2 separate regions of the Mus musculus genome follow, and region 1 is linked to region 2. The links are chromatin contacts, called in public HiChIP or PLAC-seq maps. All regions are on one chromosome and are shown on one strand. The core of a region is the stretch at or near the end of the contact, and the rest is flanking DNA. Distances in the headings are between cores, read along the strand shown. Region 1 has its middle 150 kb from the start of Gm40217. Region 2 overlaps Plpp3 (phospholipid phosphatase 3).

The links. HiChIP or PLAC-seq counts read pairs in DNA pulled down with a chosen protein or histone mark.
Region 1: a contact with region 2 is called in an H3K4me3 HiChIP or PLAC-seq map of embryonic forebrain, with 4 times the contacts expected there. The contact joins two enhancer-like sites. A contact is called at or near these places in 8 of 39 promoter capture datasets (the 3T3-L1 cell line, 3T3-L1-derived adipocytes, the HPC-7 cell line and 5 more), 4 of 484 Hi-C or Micro-C datasets (embryonic fibroblasts, embryonic stem cells, liver and 1 more), 7 of 115 datasets of contacts at active chromatin or transcription factors (astrocytes, craniofacial prominence, differentiating embryonic stem cells and 4 more) and 1 of 9 other capture datasets (embryonic stem cells).

The regions. Positions count from the first base shown.
Region 1 is chr4:105,471,102-105,476,774 of GRCm38.p6, forward strand. No RefSeq gene overlaps it. Among named protein-coding and RNA genes, the nearest start is that of Gm40217, 150 kb to the left of the region's middle. Within about 2 kb of position 4,265, at least 56 of the 459 cell types and tissues checked have an H3K27ac peak or open chromatin away from gene starts, as enhancers often do. A contact at or near this core is called in astrocytes, embryonic forebrain and neural progenitor cells, where this site is marked.
Region 2 is chr4:105,166,637-105,172,555 of GRCm38.p6, forward strand. All of the region lies in intron 1 of Plpp3 (phospholipid phosphatase 3), which reads left to right. Among named protein-coding and RNA genes, the nearest start is that of Plpp3, 12 kb to the left of the region's middle. Within about 2 kb of position 3,800, at least 55 of the 459 cell types and tissues checked have an H3K27ac peak or open chromatin away from gene starts, as enhancers often do. A contact at or near this core is called in astrocytes, embryonic forebrain and neural progenitor cells, where this site is marked.

The DNA.
Region 1 (5,673 bases), core at 3,015-5,514, 300 kb after region 2:
TAACTCTGGATGATCACCCCCCAGAACACTGGGATGAAATCACCCTTCTAAAGCACTGTTCATTCAGAAACCACAATCCGGACCAAGTCACTTTTCTGGCCTGATTTCTCACAACAGTGCAGTGTTGTACTTTTGTCAAGCTCACTGGTTCACTGTTCCAGAATTTGTGCTCAAACTGCGAGGAAACATAGATGGGCAAGTGTATGGCTTTGCTTACAGTGGATGCCATGGAAACATTGCAAAGTAGGCAGAATCTTAGCCAATCTTTGGGAATAGGTAGCAGTAAGCTACTTGTCAAAGGCAGGAAAAGGTCTTAAAAGTAAAAAGAAGGGCAGTGGCAAGACAGTGGCTGTGCTTAAGTTGGATGGCCTATCTGGGAAACAGAATTTCTCAGTGCCCATGTACCAAATTAGGAGAACTTTGGGAGTCAGGCTGACTTGAGTTTGGGTCTTAGCTCTGTCACCTGTGTGGCTCCTCCAGTTCCTTTAAAAATTTGAGTCTGACAACATTAGTTGTATAGGCTACTTCCTAGGAGTTTTTCTGAGAATGGGTCCTCCATCCAAGGTGTCTCTTGCTAGCAGGTACCATTGCTAGGATGGTGGGAGAAGATAGATGCTGTGATGCAGCAGAGATGGCCATGTGATGGTACCAAGAGGATCTGTAGAAGTCAAATGATGGGGAGCAGCAGCGAGGGAGTCAGACTATTTTCTAGGGAAGAAAGAGCCACAGAGAGTTAACAAGCTGAGCTGATTTAGTCAGATCTATCTGTTTTAAAATGATCATCCTGGCACTGGCGTGGAAGTGAGGACCTGGTTGGAAGGTATTGAACAGGCCTGGACTGGAGATGTAAAGGCTGATGCTAAGGTATAAAGCAGTCCTGGAGAAAAGCATGCAGGGTGGAGAGTCTGGGGAAATGGCAAGTGTGCTTTGAATGGTGCAAGCTACAGTTGCTAGTCTGGGCAAATTTGTAGCTGCTTGACCATAGACTGACTGATTTGGACTGACAGAGGATCCTCACAGTATCCTATTTTTATTTTCTAAGAATGGAGATTATCCCATGGGGCTTCTTTCCGACGGAGTGCCACTTGAGACACGACAGCATAACAGAATTCGAAGGCCAAAATGAAAAGAAAACTCTTGTTTCCCTATTCATTAGTACTTCACAGCATAAGAATATCCAGCAGGCAGCATCATACCAAACAATGGGTGAAATGGAAAAATCGGCAGAGACAGAAGGTCAGCATACAGTGTATCCAGAGGACCCATGTTTATATCTGTTTCAGAAAAAAAAAAAAACAAATAGAAAAAAGAAAACAAGACACTTGGAATCAGAAAAAGCCCATTTCGCCAGTTAAATCCTGCAAATCTAGAGTTCTAAACAAAATAGAGACTTCTAAAATTTGGCTCTGTCTGCTAATTGGCTCTTCACAAACGTATTCTTATTTCAAAGGTCAGATCGCATTTTAGATGGACATCTCACAGTTATAGAGTTTCAGGTTCATGAAGGCACACCTTTGCTTTGTTTTTTTTTTCCTAAGCAATTTTACCTCTCTCAGTCTCATTATAAGAAAAGTTGACAAGGTAGGAATTACTTTTTCCATTTGACACAGAATAAGGCAGAGTCACAGAGAGATTCAAGGCTGTAGGGAGAATTCCTTGTACTATATTGAAGTATCATCTGCCAATAAAATGCTGCTGGCCTATTAGCTCAGGCAGGGAATAGGGGTATAGAAGTTCTGGTACAGAGAGAATTCTGGGAATAGACTCAGGCCCAGAGGAGATTTGCCCCAGATATAGAAGAAGATGGTTCCATGAAACTAAGGACCAGGTAACTAGTCATGTGGCATAACTTAGAATATAATAAACAGGTAACTAAGTTACTATTCAGTTCCCTGAGCTAGTCAGGGAATAAGCAAAGCTTTTGGCCTAGGCATTTATTCTTTGAAACATTAAATCTCAGAGTTGTTATTTCTGGGAGCAAAGTGGATAGGTGGAAAAACATGAGGTTACAGATGACATTAACTACACGAAGACATATGGTAGGAGAGCTGTAGAAGATCCTGGGGCATCTGGGTTAAATGTGACATGGCTTTGGTCTTCATACAAGCCAGTCCTTGGGGAGTTGGGGAGAGTAGGTAGTGCAGGGATGGTGTTCCTAGCTGGGAAATCTGGGGCCAGGATTGGACTACTATGAGCAGTGTAACCTGGGACAAACAAGTTGGCTTTTCTGCTTTCCTCTCAGTCTCTATAACAGATGCTTGCCGACCCACTAAGGAGTTATGCCAGGTTCTCCCTTCTTTCTGGATCTTTTACTGTTCTGTTTCTCCCACACACTCTTTCAAGGTACCATTGACTGGCAACACTCTTGAGTCCTTCAGTACTCAGCTTAAACAGCACACCTTCCAGGAGGTGTCTCCACCACAACCCCCCACCCCTGCCCCTGTCACTCTAACACCTTACCCACTCTAAACTCTAAACACCTTACCCACTCTTTCCTATTGGACTTGTTCTCATTTCCATTTCTTCTGGGACCCCTTCTCTAACTTCTATGACAACATCATCTCCATGCACCCTATCTACTAATGGATCTCTCAGAGCATTTTCCTTATTTTCCTTTTTAGCATCAGTGCCTGGCTGAGACTTAACACTTGAGCATAGCCAACTGACTTCTAGAATGAAGGGAACTCCGAGATACATACAACCTATGATATGGAAGGAACTTTTCCCTACCAACCTTCCTCTTTCCTGAGCGAGCACTTGATATTGCTCACTCAATACCTAGAGGGTCCCCACTCTCGTGGGGGGGGGTTTGGCCTTACCCTCTGGATAGCCTTCACTTTTCATTAGTTTTGGCTTTCACTACTGTTGCCTCCTTAAGGGCAGGTAATTATGCCATCAGCTTTAACCATAGGTTTTCCATAGAAGACTGTTTACTAAACTGGAACCACTTTGGCTCTAAACATGGAAGGTCAGAACGCCCTCATGGAAAAAGCTGAGACGGAAATTCTTCATGTTCTGCATGTTCAAAATGAGGTGCACTCTGAATGAGTAGAGAGCCTAGAAAGCTGTGGGCTGTTTAGAGATGAGTTCATTTGCAACGTAACTGCTCTAGGTTTCAAGAGGTTGAGGATGTGTGGGATTTGATCCCAGGGAAAATCTCCTATTAACCCAACCAAGTCAGGGCCAAGTCCTTAGCATTCAGAAGCAATGACAAAGTTTCTTTGGTCATGGATAAAGCTTGAGGGGACTAGGAGGCTCTCTATAAGTTGACAAGCATCAGATGGGGACAGCATGCCATTCCCCACTCCAGCATACCAACCCAGAACATTGTCCACAAGCGCTTCATATACCGTACTCTTAATTATCTGTGGAAGGCAGCATACTAGTCATTAATAAAGACCTCGCCTAAGGTGTCAAACTGACCTGGGTCTGAATCCTGACCTGACTATCTGGTGACTGAGTGGAAAAGCCACTTCTCTGAGCCCATTTCTCCATCTACCCTTCAGTGACTAGTATGGCACCCACGTAAGAAGCTGAGGGTGAAGATGTAGAGGACAATGCAGGAGGAAATCCATTGTAGGATTTTTAAAGAAATAGTGACATTTACTCCCTCCCTAGTCTTGGCTAAGGCTCCATCCCATCTTTCAGACTTGGTCGCTTTTATACCTCTGACTCCTCTTGTCTACACATCCTTCTTTTGCAAGCATCACAGTCGTACAATTCAAACCTTGTCCACCAGGAGCATAGGTTATATTTTGGTACCAAACACCTTCCTCTGTGACTTTGTCCCTCACATCCCAATTCACAGATGGTAAAAAGAAGTTACTGGGCTACTCTCCTACAACATCGGGCCTTATAAAAATTTGAACCAAATCACAGATGGCATGTCAACAACTCCTTTCTCTTCTCTCTCTCTCTCTCTCTCTCTCTCTCTCTCTCCCTCTCTCTCTCTCACACACACACACACACACAAACACACACACATACACACACACACACACACACACAAACACACACACATACACACACACACATTTCCTTCTGGAACATTTATTATTTACACACCACTGAGTCTCCATCAGCCATTTTTCAAGAGTGGCACAAAGTGAATTCTCCACAGAGAAGAACAAACGAGCGATTGAAAGGGATTTCACGCCTGAATGCCCTCATTCTACTCAAGGCCGGCCATCGTGGCTGCTACCTCTCTGTTCATTATCAAGGGAGCTGGAGTTTGTCACTTGCACCAGATCCTGGCCTCTCCCAGAGACCCTCTGGAGAAGGCCTCCTCGGTTACCGTAGAAACGTCTTCCTTCCTGGATGCAGACCCATGAAGGCTCAGGCTTCGAGACCCAAGAGGGGCCTTGTTTAAACAGGAAAGAGCAGACAGTTTAATGAGTAGCTTTGCAGCTCAGATTCCTACACAGTTTACAGTAGTTGAAGTAATAAAATTCATAATGAATGTTTCTTTATTTTAGTTTTATGTTTGTTTTCTTCTCTCTTTTTTTTTTTTTGCCCTTTTGTTTTGTTTTTCCTGAATACTCTCCAACTGATGGTAGGCATTTTTAATTACTAGGGAAATATCATTGAAGAAGAAAGAATGCACAGTCTGTATGTCCATGTGTCCCATTTATTCTTCACGATATTTCCACCACATACATAATTATTACATTGGGGAAATGGAGAGTCAAAGAGCTTAAATTACCAGCCTTGGACACATGGCTATTTGTGAGAAATGGACCTTTCAAGTGAGCAACTCCCCCAACAAAATCTGAATCCATTAATGAAGTGGGAGTTAAATGTGTGATTTTTCAACAGGTAAACACGATTGGCAGTTTGATCCACAAAGAAGTGTAACATCAGCTTGCAGGAATAGGATGACTGACTGGGAGGAGGACACAGTCGAAGAGGCCCATCATTAAGCTTTCTTTTGAGGGGAGTTTTGTCCTTGGTTGCCTTTGATGACTTGAGACCACACAACTAGTCAGAAATCTTACCATACAGGGCCGAAGTCAAGAGGCCACCTAGAATGGTTATTTGGTCGTGTGATAGACATCAGGAGCATTCCACACACTACCTTCCTTGAGCAGTAGATTCATTGACACAACCAATACAGCATTAGAAAGGTAAGGGCAAAGAGCCAAACAAGTCTGTCTAATTGCCAAGCCTGGTGTTCTGCTGGTGTTTCATCTTCTGCTCCCCCAGAGCAGACTCCTATGAAAAAACTGAAGGCCCTCTGTCTCAAGGCCTCAGGCATTACTTTACATACCAGAGGCAGGCTGTCCAGGGGGAAATTGTACCTGAGCTAGGTAGGGAGAGAGTTTCTGTCTTTCTGGGAAGGAGCTGGGATACTGTGGTACCCAGCGGGCGCTCTAGATGGAGTTGGGATGCTTCTACAGTCATGAATGAGCAAACAAAGCAATTGAAAGGCAATTACTACTCTGTAAAGGGCCTGGAAACAAGCTGGCAGCTGTGGGGGAGTTCTGAACTGTGAGAACTGCCTGGAGCCAGAGGCAGGTGATTTTAAAGGCCAGGGGATTGTTTTATCAGGCCACTGAGGCTCTTACTCACAGCGACTTTCTTCCATGCAGGACAGTTACTGTTGTCTACCTGTTCTCGTTAAGCCAACAGCCAAAAAGACTGACAATCTTTCTCTCTCTGTCTCTCTCTGTCTCT
Region 2 (5,919 bases), core at 2,550-5,049:
AAATCGATCTCTATGTATTCTTAATGACCACTAATCACTTTTTTCTCCCATAGAGAATCTCGTCATGTTACATAAGCCAACAATATGCCATGTGGATGTTTGGTCGTTTGTAGTTGTGCCTTCTTCTTCTTCATCTTTCTTCTTTCTTCATCCTCTTCCTCCTCCTCTTCCTCTTCCTCTCCATTTCCTTCTCCCCCTCCTTCCCCTCCTCCTTCAAGTTTTAAAGTCCCATCCATATTGTAACATGTATCAGAAGTACTTCATTTATTTTTATTGCCAGATAATCTCCCACTGTATGGATGTACCACATTTCGTTTATACACTTATTATTTAATGGCTCCCTGGTTTGTTCCCATTTTTGAGCTACTGTGAATAGGAAGGCAGCCCTTGTGTTTTCAATTCTCTTGGATCTCTACATTTAAGAGTGAAATTGCTTGACCATATATCAGATGGTTAACTTTTTGAGGAACTGCCAAATTATTTCCATCATGCCTGTGCCACATTAATTAAAACATATAAGAAAAAAATACAATGTCTTAGGAATTAGGATATTCATGAAATCACTGTAGGATTATTTTGTTCTTCAGGACATTTTCCACCAAAAAAAATTTTTTTGTGGTGTCATAGGTTTTAGGTGATCGAGCAGAGAGCAGTACTCTGACTGAGAATTAGAGGCTGGGTGGTCAGTTACACCCACGTGCTAAATAACACCTACAGAACTGGGTGGAGTTTACAGACTGTGGACTTTCTAAGTGGAAACAAACAAACACAAAAACCACTTCAGAGTATCTTAAAAACTATTTAGAAGTACAAATATCGAGACCTTCACATACCTGGAACTTAGTCAATACAATTTTAAGGCCACATCATGTAAATGTGTTTAGTTCCTGGTAAGTTTAAATCACCATCTCAGAATTTAAATGATTTCCTATCTCTCAGACTGTCAGGCTGGACATCAGCGGAGTATTAAAATTAAAAAGGTTAAGATAATCGAAAGGCTTTATGAATTAGATGGCACATCATGCTAAAAGCTTAAAGTGGTCAATGTGTGGGACAGGAAAGTCCAGATGTTTTAGGAAGGCGAAGGGGAGAGAATCTTCACTACTGTTAGCTGCTTTCCCTGGTGCCTCAATGTGTCCACAGTAAAGCAAATGCTGGTCACAGGGTCTCAGCTCAGAGAGGGCGAGTGGATGCACAGTGCGCTCAGCTAGTATGTATGGAAATTTGGCCAGGAGCCTGAATTGATGACAGTGGCTTACATGCATCGGACATTAGCTGTGGACTTCTCACCATGTTAAAACATTGCACATGCCTTCTGATAGGTTCTCCAAGGAGCCTGTAAAATCCCAATCACTTTCATCTCAGCTTTACGGAGCTGAAGTTCAGAGAAGTTGAACATAACTCCCCTCAGATGGTGCAGTAAGAGTGTTCCAGAACTGGGACGAGAATCTGACTGGTGAGGCTGGTTTTCTCTGCTCTGTTCTCCTGCTTATGTGTTGCTAAAACCCTGTCTTCCCCCTCCTACCCCAAGCCTGCTCTTCTATCAGTCAGCAGGCTGGGAAGACCAGGTTGTCCAAAGGAAGGTGGATTTGTGATTCTCACCCTGAACCCATTAAGGTCATTAAAGGCAACCATGGTGTGTCCTGTGGTTGTTTGGATACCTCAAAAATATCAAATGCATATACTGTATTTTCACTAACAACAGACTTGCAAAGACTAACTTAAAGTTTTAGCATCCAAGGCTAGAGAGATAGTTCATTGGTTAAGAGCACTGGCTGCTCTTGCAGAAATCTTATGTTCAGTTCCTAGCACCAGCATGGTGGCTCACTGTCTGTGACTCCAGTCATGGGGGTGGGGGCAGGAGGGGGGTCCAGTGCCCTCTTCTGGCCTCTGGGAGCCAGTATGGTATACATACTTGCAGACAAAGCATGGGTCAATAGAAAAATAATTTAAATTGGTTTGTTTTTAAGCCTTACCGGCTACCTAAACTAGCCCATGCGTGAGCATTCAGAATTCACGACTTGAGTGACACCTGTCCGTTCCCTGTGGGCTTGCTCCTTAATTTTGTCTTACTAGGAGATGTAACTGGTACTCTCCATGCTTAGCCTAACAAATGTAGAGAATGATTGAAAATATTTCTAGAAGTAATGGGGGGAGAGGGGTAAGAAGGAGTGTCCAGAGATCTGCTGGAAATGCTCATAGCTTGAAGGGGTGCAAAAGCCGGGTACTGAAGAGAAGAGCATACTGGATCCTGGACAGTCCTATCAGGAGGCTCAGGAAGGGGTGGGAGGACCTTGAACTAGAGCCCTTCTGTAGCCTCACGAGGCAGCAATAATGGCCACTCTGTTAGTGGACCCTTTTTGTGCCTGGGTTCAGTATGCTGTGGTGGTAACTTTTGAGCTTCTCTGGTTAGTGTCTGCGGATGCAGCTCGTTCATTAAACGTAGTAAATAGAACTTCTCCGCTTGGCCTCTTCCCCACAAATGACCCACATTGTTACTAAGTTAGCAACCACCAACAGGAAGTGGCAGAAATGTTTCTCAGCCGCACAGCCCATTTCATTAGACACTTGCCCAAAGGGGCTGTTTTGGTCAATTTGGCCTCTGTAGGCTTCTAGGGAGGAACAGCCTAACACATCATTTCTCATCTTTGCATTTGCTGACATCTTGCCCTTAGCGGCTGTTTTGATTAAATGCGTGGCGCTTTGTTCTGCACCAACTGCACACACAGCGCCCAGGAGGAGGAACTTCTAGGAAGCTGAGACTTTAAAAATATTTCCAAAGGTGTTACCAACTTATTAGAGAGTCTTTTGTTCAGGAACTTCTCATTGAAATCTATTTAGAGAGCAATTCCAATGGCGTGGCAGGGGGGCTGGTGGGCTCCTAGCACCTTTGTGAAGGACTCCTTTGAAAGGCCTGAACTTGAGGCATTGTAAGAGCGCAGAGCTCCTAGGGACTGGCTGGGAAGATAAAATATACATCTTGGGTCAAAGCATTCCAAGGACATGGCTCTCCATTCCTGGGAGAAATAAGCTGTCAGGAATTTTAGATTCAATTTTCCCAAGTCCGTTGATGGGGCTAAGAAACTCTGAGTTTGCTTTAAAACTGATCGTGTGCAGTTGTGCTTGTCACAACTGTGAAATTGGTCATTTATTATCAATTAGCAATGTTTCACTGACGGATTCTTCCAGATGACAACATGTAAGTCTGAGAATCTGTATTTAGATATTCAGTCAGTTTTTCTCATTGTAGAGCTCTACCCCGCCCTGCTCCGCCCCCCAAGCAGACAACAAAATCCAGCCTTGACACCTGGAGTAGCATTGTCCTCTGTCAGCTGGAAGAGGCTAGGGCAGCAGATGTTTTTGAATACTTACCCTGTAGTCAGCCACATCACCATCCCACCAGGACTTAAGGCCTGGAAGGAGCCACCGTCCTCTAATTGATGCTGTGCTGGGATGGGTGAGGCAGCTGCTGTTCGGAGATATTGAGTGGCAGGATTTGGGATAGAGAATGGTGGTACTCTCGGCCATGAACCAACCAACAGCCTACCTTTTTTTCCTCCGAGAGTAAAGACTGGCGTTTAGATTTTCACTAACAAGCATGTGAGTAAAGCGAACCCGTCAGAATGCCTTAAAATTATCGGGCCCTATAAAGTAGTTAAGTTTGATTTGGGGTTTAAAACCTTTTACCCATGTCAGTATTTCCTGTTCCTGTGTAAATTCCTAAGAGAATAGAGGTGAGACTGAACTCCAGGCTGGAAGGCCATGGACTTGACTGAATCCTCATTATGTGACAAGCTGTGCACTAAGGCGCTTCATGCATTATTAACTTACTTGAATTTCACAACAACCCTGTGGAGTAGGCTGGCACTCACTTCAGTGTTTTGTTTTTTTTTTTTTTTTTTTATCTAGAAAGCAGGGCCAGTCTCATTTCTTATTGGAGGCTGGTGACACGCTGCATTAATAATTCAACCAGTTAATCTCTAACAGAAATTATTTACTAAGATTCCCAGCAAAGTGCTGTTTTAGAATCTCCCTTTAGCTGGCCGCTGAACCCTGTGTCCCCTTCCGTTACACGTCTACCAAGGACAGCAGCTGCATCAGATGCCTTAGAAAAAATGGCCAGAGAAGCTGATAAGTGTCACGCAGAAGTGGGGTGACTTTTCTGCACAGGAATAGCAGTTTCTGATCCCAGTGTTAATTCCCCTTCTTCTCCATCTTCTCCAAAGGAGTTAAAAAGCCAGGGAGTGAGCCGCTTTGACTGGAGCAGCCTGCGCTGTGGAGAGACCACCTCGTGTTTCCCAGGCTATTGTAGGACTCCTATTCAGCTGGGATTTCAATGGTGCCCTGATTAGCATGAGACCAAGTGTATAAAGTAGGTCTTTTTACCCTCCCTTAAAGAAGTTTTGTGGTATTTCTTTCTGAGGGGGTTGGCATAGAGCTTTGACAAACACAGACCCATGGTAAAGTTAAATAGGGCTGCGAGCGGTCCCATTTGCACACATCCTTCCCACTTAGAATGCAGAGCAGCCTCATTGGTGATGGACTCCTTAGGAACCATGGCAGGGTTCTTCCTGCACCAGTAATGGGCGAGCAGGAAATACCCACAAGTAAACTGGGGAAGGGAGTCCCTGGCTCATCCACCATTCTCCATTGTCCGAGAGCCACCGCAGAGAATACTCCTGGGTTTGACCAGCCAGCTATCTTCTCTTTTCCTTTTGTTTACTGAGATAAAGACAGTGTGTGGCGGAAGATCCAGGGGAATACACTGAGGGGGTGGAGCCTGCCTTGAAGGAGCAAGTAAGAGGACAGACAGACAGACGCACAGCAGTTGGTGGAGGAGTGCAGCCAGGTGTTTTGGTGTGATACTTTAGTGAAATGATAAGAATAAGGGTCTGACAGGAAGCTTCTTGCTGTTTGGGCTCAATACTTGTGGTATTTGCTGGAGAAACTTGGACACATTGCTGTCATTTGGTGAACGGATAAAATGAGGGTGAATTCTTGCAACAGATGGCATGCCATGTGAGCAGGAAATACTTTGAAAGTTGTAATTAATACTTGTGATGTGAATGCAGTTTTGTCTGAAATGTGCCCTTTTCTCTCTACTGTTCCCATTTCTAAGACTGTGCATTGAGTACCTGCTATTACCAGATAAGGGAAAATGTCCCTTCGGATTGTATCTCCAGGTGGCAGTCCATAGGTGTCCTTGGGCAGTATGTACCCAAAAGTTGCTCTTCTGAATGACAGTTCTGAACACCCAGGTCCTTTTCCTCAGAACAGCATCCCAAAGTCTGTAGAGTACAGCTCTCACCATACTTGAGACCCTTCAGGATTTGGTTCTACCGTGGCCTTTGCCTTCCCTTTCTCTGCTGGTCCTGCCTTCCCATCTCTGCCCTCCTTTGTTGCACACTTGGGTCTCAGACACATATATTTGATGGCTTTTCCAGCCTTCCCCAAACCTTGTCACTCTTCTTCCTAGTTAGGAATGTGCTACCCCGTTCTCGGTAGGCAAGATCTCAGGCATTCCTTGATTTTCTTTTTTTTTTTTTTTTTTTTTTTGAGCAGAGTTTACCCCCCATGCCACTTTGGGTAAATCTTTCTAATGATAAAAAATAACATAAAGTTTTAAAAATGGGTTTGCCTTATACCATTGTACCATCTTATTAAATTTGGAGTTTCTTTTATAATACAACTTACGAATTTTATTGAAAAGCATATAAGTAAAAAAGATATTTTAGACAGTAAGGACGTAAAGCCAAAGAGGACAATCAAAGTTTTGTCTCAGATAATTCCACAATCTCAAGGTATCTTTTTTTCTATAAATACATGTGTTATTAAGTATAATTATAAAGCTAAGTACCGCTTAAAACCTGCTTCCTATAAGTCATTGTGATGAAATGGAACAAAAAAAACCAACTGGCT